Linked DNA regions of Mus musculus: region 1 is linked to region 2. Evidence: chromatin contacts called from public Micro-C data. All regions are on one chromosome and are shown on one strand. The core of a region is the stretch at or near the end of the contact, and the rest is flanking DNA. Distances in the headings are between cores, read along the strand shown.

What was found. A called contact is a pair of places that touch in the nucleus more often than the background predicts.
Region 1: a contact with region 2 is called in a Micro-C map of embryonic stem cells, with 8 times the contacts expected there. The contact joins the promoter of Dio3 here to the promoter of Gsc in region 2. A contact is called at or near these places in 1 of 39 promoter capture datasets (cranial neural crest) and 2 of 484 Hi-C or Micro-C datasets (both in embryonic stem cells).

Annotation. Positions count from the first base shown.
Region 1 is chr12:110,277,839-110,280,797 of GRCm38.p6, forward strand. It overlaps Dio3 (deiodinase, iodothyronine type III), which reads left to right and starts at 1,392. Exons shown (of 1, transcript NM_172119.2): 1 at 1,392-2,959. The coding sequence starts at 1,394. The coding sequence ends at 2,308. It overlaps Dio3os (deiodinase, iodothyronine type III, opposite strand), which reads right to left and starts at 230. Exons shown (of 4, transcript NR_002866.2): 1 at 145-230. Mir1247 (microRNA 1247) reads right to left here and starts at 291; the gene lies at 210-291.
Region 2 is chr12:104,471,938-104,475,131 of GRCm38.p6, forward strand. It overlaps Gsc (goosecoid homeobox), which reads right to left and starts at 1,299. Exons shown (of 3, transcript NM_010351.1): 1 at 824-1,299; 2 at 56-315. The coding sequence starts at 1,178. It overlaps Gm10000 (a long non-coding RNA gene), which reads left to right and starts at 1,593. Exons shown (of 6, transcript XR_381874.2): 1 at 1,593-2,645.

The sequences.
Region 1 (2,959 bases), core at 142-2,641, 5.8 Mb after region 2:
AAGTCTCCAGCAGTGCGCCACGCGCAGAGACAGATTAGGAGGTCTGCGCCGCTGTGGCAGAGCCGACCAGAGCCCCACGCTGTTGGGGAGTTGCCCCGCACCCCTAAAAAGCCTCAGCACACGTTCCCTGTTGAAAGTACGCACTTTACGCGTCCGGGCGCCTCCGCGGTTGAGTCGGGCCGCCGCGCTCCGAGTTCGCGAAGGTGGCTCAGTTCGGGCGCTCCAGTCTCGACGTTCCCGGGGCAGAGAGCAACGTCCGGGGACGAACGGGACGGGTGCGCCCGGCGGCCGGGGCTGCGCCGGGCGAGGCAAGCGGCGAGAGGGGAGCGCTCCCGCGTTCAGGCAACAGCTACCCCTAGTGGGAGAGCCGCCCGGGGCCGGCGCCGCCCCGCGCCCGCTGCCCCGCGCCCCGCGCCCGCAGCGCCCCGCGCCCAGGGCGTCCCGGAGCCGGCCGAGGGCGAGGCCCGGCGTCGCTTGCCGCGACTCTCCGGGTCTCCCGAGCTGGGCGCCAGCCCACCCGCGGGCCCTGCCCTCGGCACCTCCGGGCTGGAGCCGAGGGGCAGCTGACCCGGGAACCGCGGCGTCCGGCGGGAGCGAGATGGGACGGGGCGGGCGCGGCGCGGACTGGGGCGGCGCGCGGCAAGCTCGGGCAGCGGCGGGGGGCGCGGAGCGCGGTGTGCGTGGCGGGGCGGTGCGGGGGGCGGCCGTGTGCGAGGCGCGAGTGTGAGCGCGCGCGGGAGGCGGGCGGACGGGCTGCGGCAGTCGAGCGGCGCCCGCGGGCGAGCGGGGAAGGCGGCGGGAACCCAAAGTTGCCTCCTCGCGGGCCCGCGTCCCCGGCGGGGCTGCAGCCGGGGGCCGGCCGAGCGGCGGCCGCAGACCTGGACTCCCGCGGTACCTGGGCAGCGACCCCGCACGAGCAGCAGCAGCGTGGGCGGCGTTGGCGGCGGCGCGCGGGAAGCGAACCGGAGCTCCGGCGCGGCGCTGCGGCCGCCGGGGAACTCAGCTCAGGTGCGCGGCGAAGAGGGCGCGGGCTGGGACCCGCCCGCTGGGACCTAGGAGGTGCGAGGCGCTTGCGCGGGTTACACCATTGCCACCACTGACTGCTTGGCTCTGAGATCGGGCTCCTAGTCCCTGGACACAGCGGCTTCGGGGTCCCCCGCCCCTGAGAGCGGGCTGCGGGACTCAGGCCCGCCCCTGCCAGCCCCGGGACGCACCGCTCCACCCTCGACCAGCCTGCGCCCGCCCTCGACCCAAGATTTCTGGGGCATTGGCCGCGCCTCTGGGTGATCCCTCCGGGCTCAAGTTGCAAGGGGGCGGGCCCCGGTCGGAGGTGGAGTCTCCCGCCAATTCAAGCTTTGACTATAAATTGAGCTCCCAGAGCACCGAGGACCAGATGCCTCGCCAGGCCGCCTCGAGGTTGGTGGTCGGAGAAGGTGAAGGGCCCCCGGGGGCTTCGGGGCCCGCGGCCACCATGCTCCGCTCTCTGCTGCTTCACTCGCTGAGGCTCTGCGCCCAGACCGCCTCGTGCCTCGTGCTGTTCCCGCGCTTCCTAGGCACGGCCTTCATGCTCTGGCTTTTAGATTTCTTGTGCATCCGCAAGCATTTCCTGCGCCGTCGCCATCCTGACCACCCTGAGCCCGAAGTAGAGCTCAACAGTGAAGGCGAGGAGATGCCCCCTGACGACCCGCCCATATGCGTATCAGACGACAACCGTCTGTGCACCCTGGCCTCTCTCAAAGCCGTGTGGCATGGCCAGAAATTGGATTTCTTCAAGCAAGCCCATGAGGGTGGCCCAGCGCCCAACTCGGAGGTTGTCCGACCTGATGGCTTCCAGAGCCAGCGCATCCTCGACTACGCACAAGGGACCCGCCCGTTGGTGCTCAATTTTGGCAGCTGTACCTGACCACCGTTCATGGCGCGGATGAGCGCCTTCCAGCGCCTGGTCACCAAGTACCAGCGCGACGTTGACTTCCTTATCATCTACATCGAGGAAGCCCACCCATCCGACGGCTGGGTCACCACAGATTCACCCTATGTCATCCCCCAGCACCGCAGCCTGGAGGACCGTGTCAGCGCAGCGAGAGTACTACAACAAGGTGCACCTGGCTGTGCTCTGGTCCTGGACACTATGGCCAACTCTAGCAGTTCCGCATATGGTGCCTATTTTGAGCGCCTCTACGTCATCCAGAGTGGCACCATCATGTACCAGGGAGGCCGTGGCCCCGACGGTTACCAGGTGTCTGAGTTGCGCACTTGGTTGGAGCGCTATGATGAACAGTTGCATGGTACTAGGCCACATCGATTCTAAATAACCAAGGGACAAGTGACTGAATTGGTGGGCCGGGTCTCCTGGGCCTTCGAAGCCCACGTGCAAATGCTCCAAAGAAAGTCAAAGGTTGTGGGGGATCCCCATGACACAGATGAGCACAGCCACAGAACTCAGGCTGAGTCTGGCTAACTTGAGACTCTGCTATAGTGACTCCCTTTTGTACGTTTTTGGCTTGCTCTCAGGAGCATTGCTGTGGCTCGAACTGACAGCTTTGTCCCTGCTGGAGTTTACCTGCTGGACTTTCTGACACCAGGTCTCCAGCGCTGCTTCGGCAAAGCGCGAAAGTCCCCAGCATTTCACAGCTCGGACTTGTTGGCCACGCCCGCGCGCCCTGAGCGCAGCTGGGTTCCAGCAGCGCCTCAGGCTCTAGCTAGTTGCCTGGCACCCACCTGTCGAGCGCAGGGAGTCCTGCTGCTTTTGTGTTTATTTCTTATCCCTGGGTTGGGGGAGGGGCTCGAGATAGGGAAAGGGTGGGCAGGGTAATTTCCCCGCCTAGCTTTGGGTGCGCTGGAGCCCTGGCTGCTGATGACGAACCGCCTCTAACTGGGCTTGACCACGGGTCGGCTCTGAATTGCAGAGAGGCTCGAAACAGCGCCTAAAGTAAGAGGGGGAGAGTGCTCTGGGTTCCAC
Region 2 (3,194 bases), core at 49-2,548:
GAAGGACCGCTAGACGCCCCCACCCCAGCCCACCCCCGCTGGGGCTCTTGCCTACCTCCACCTTCTCCTCCCGAAGGTGCACCTTCCTGGCCAGCTGCTCCCGAGTGCCCACGTCTGGGTACTTCGTCTCCTGGAAGAGGTTCTCCAGGGCTTCGAGCTGCTCATCGGTGAAGATGGTGCGGTGCCGCCGCTTCCGCCGACAGTGCAGCTGGTTGAGCAGCTGCAGCTCAGTGCGCGACAGCGTGCCCACGTTCATGTAGGGCAGCATCTGGTGCGGCACCGGAGACACCAGTACAGAACCGGGGCCCTCGTAGCCTGCGACAGAGAGAGGGACGGGAGTCAGTCATCCTCCCTCGGCACCGTAAGCCAACCCGCTCGCTGCCCTCGCTCACTTAAAAATAAAAAAAGTCTGCAAGGGGCGCTATGTCTTTGGGGGGCACCGAGACCAGGGATGCCCAGACGTGGAAGGAGCGTCTGCCTGCACACATCCAAAAGCCAGTTCAGGCACTTTAGAATCTCCCCGCGTCCTCACTTCATTCCCGCGCGCGCGTGGAGTCGCCCCGAGACTCCCGGTGACTCGGCTTTTTAAACTCTAACCTAAAGTTTACAGTAGACGTATGCAAAGTCCCCGTACCCGGTGACCCAAAAATATATTAATTAATTAAAAGTAAAAGATAAATAAATAAATGGGAGAACGGGGAAGGCTTGCAAAGGGAGAAAGTTGGTGCCAGGTGAGTAAAGCAAGCAAACCGCGCGTCCATGCCCCGGCAGCCACCGACTGCCGCAGTGGCGAAGGCCGGCTCGCGAGCGATCGCGACCCTACCTGGGGGCGTCGGGACGCAGGAGCACTGCTGGGCGCCCAGCGGCGGCACAGCCCCGCAGCAAGCCGGGCCCACGGGCGCCGCCTGCACGTGCAGCTGCCCGTAGAAGTAGCTGTTGTAGCCCAGGCGGGAGCTGCCGACCGCGGCCGGGAGGCCCGCGCCTCCGGGGGCCACAGGGCGCGGGTAGAAGGCGCCGTAGTCCGAGGAGGTGCCGCCGCCGGCGCCGTAGAGCGAGTCCCCGTGTAGAGCCGGGAAGACCACCGGAGCCGCGGCGCTGGGCGCCACCGGGAGCACCGCGTCTTTGCAGCGCGGCCGGGCGGCCAGGATGTTGTCGATGCTGAACATGCTGGCGGGCATCCCCGAGCCCCGCGTCGGGACCGGGGGGCGGCGGGGACGCGCCGAAGAAGAAGAAGTCTCCAAGTGGTGTTGTTTGGGGTGGGGGTTGGGAATTGTCCCACTCTCTGCTCCCGCGGGCGAGCAAACCGAAAGAGAGCGCGGGCGAGCGCGCAACTCGCGCCCCTCCCCGCCCCCTGCGTCCGAACTCCCTCCTCCCGCCCTCTCCTCCCCTCGCCGCCGCCTAGCTGAACTCAACCCGCGGGTAGGACGCAGCTCCGACCGGCTCAACCTCTTGTTGGTTTTATACTGAGTCGACGTCATCCTGGATTTAGTTCCTGGTAATATGCAGATGACAAACAGAACCAGATTTGGTCCTTTTCTTTTCCTTTGGGTGGTGTGGAATGGGGAGGTGGGGGTGGGCGGGGGGCGCTTGCAGGGGAGGGGGAGAGATGCCAAGAGGAGGGGGGCCACAGGGCCTGAAAAAGATTGTGGATTGAGAATTAATGAAATTAACCTAATCTTTTCCATTCGGCAGCCCCGGCGCGGCCCCGGCCTTGCTGGGCGGGCGGCCTAATTGCCCAGGTTAATCTTATTAATACTATTGTCCTGCCGCCGTTAACAACTCCGCCGCCGACCTCTCCGCCCCGACCCTTTTCTCTCTATTATGGGGTGCGATTTCCTATGGTTGTAGCTCAAATTCATTGTGGCTAATTTTACTTTAGGACTACTTTTTACTCTCTTTCGGAATCTGTTTGCTTTTAAGAAATGAGGGTGGCTGTGTCCTCCCTCAACTAAGACTGAAAGTGCCCCCCCCCCGCAGCCAACCCCCTACCCCGTGAACTCACTGCCTAATTTCACTTCTCCACCCCCCCCTCCGTCTCTTTCCCAAAATCTTTTGTTTTTGCGAAAGCCAAATTTTCTCAGAGCAAAAACCATGAAAGTAGAAACGCGTCCGCCTTCGTACAAGTTGTCTTTTTTCTTCTTCTTCTTCTTAAAGCGGTCACTCTGGGTCTGAAAACTACCCTGACTCTCCCTAGCTCCTAACACACCAGTGAAGAGCAAATTCAGCCAGTCTTTAAAATTCACCACCCAGAGGAGCGCTCTGAAGCGATGCTTCCAGAGGCTTCCCGCGTGGGTGCCGATAGGTTCTGTGTATTTTTGATTATTAGTCTGGGAGAAGGGGTGCCTTCCCCCCCCCCAAAAAAAATTTTTTTGGCTTTAATTCTCGTGGGATCTACCGGGACTGCCTGTCTCCTTTCTCAACATATTGAGTGGCGTCCCTCTCTCAATCAGCGAGCTCTCCGAAAGGCCTCTAGCTGTCCTTCCAGGCCCGCGCTGGCCTCCGGGGGACCCCAGCGGCCTGGACAAAAGTCGGGCCACTGCGGGCGGCCGTGATGATTTGCGGGATTCTCCGTGAGGCACGGCCGAACCGCGGGAGGCGCAGCCAGCCTAGATCTGCGCGCTGGCGGCTGGGCGACCTGCGGGAAGGTAGGCGACCCTCTGGGCAGAACGAAAACAGAGGCCCAAAGTCGTGCGTCCCGGTGCCAGCCCGGGAATTGCACCGCCATCGCGCAGGCCACTCTCCAGCTACTCCAGGAGAGACCTGGGTAGAGGACTTCCATACCATTTGTGGAGATTCCTCTCTCACTGATAAGTCTGAGATAACTTCAACGCTGTCTAAAGCCGTACAATAAATGCTAAGTCCTCCCTGGCACTGGAGGAGATCCTGGGACCTCTCCTTATTGCTCTTCCTGGGTTAGAGAATCATTGCGGTAAGTTTGGTCCCGCCTGGGCGCAGAACTAGGCAGTGCGTGGGAGCAGCCACCCGGAACTTAGGAAAGCGTGTACCTCCGTGCCCTCCAGCCCACCCACGCATGGCCTAGGACACTTGATTTGCTTACGTTGCAAATTGGGGGTGGTGGTAAGGATTGGATAGAGACCGGCTTCAGTTGGGGAGGTGACAGTTTCTTGTTTTTGTTTTAAGAGAAACAAAGTCTTCTCGGGAACGCTTCAGAAAGGCCAAGCCCACCTAGAGAA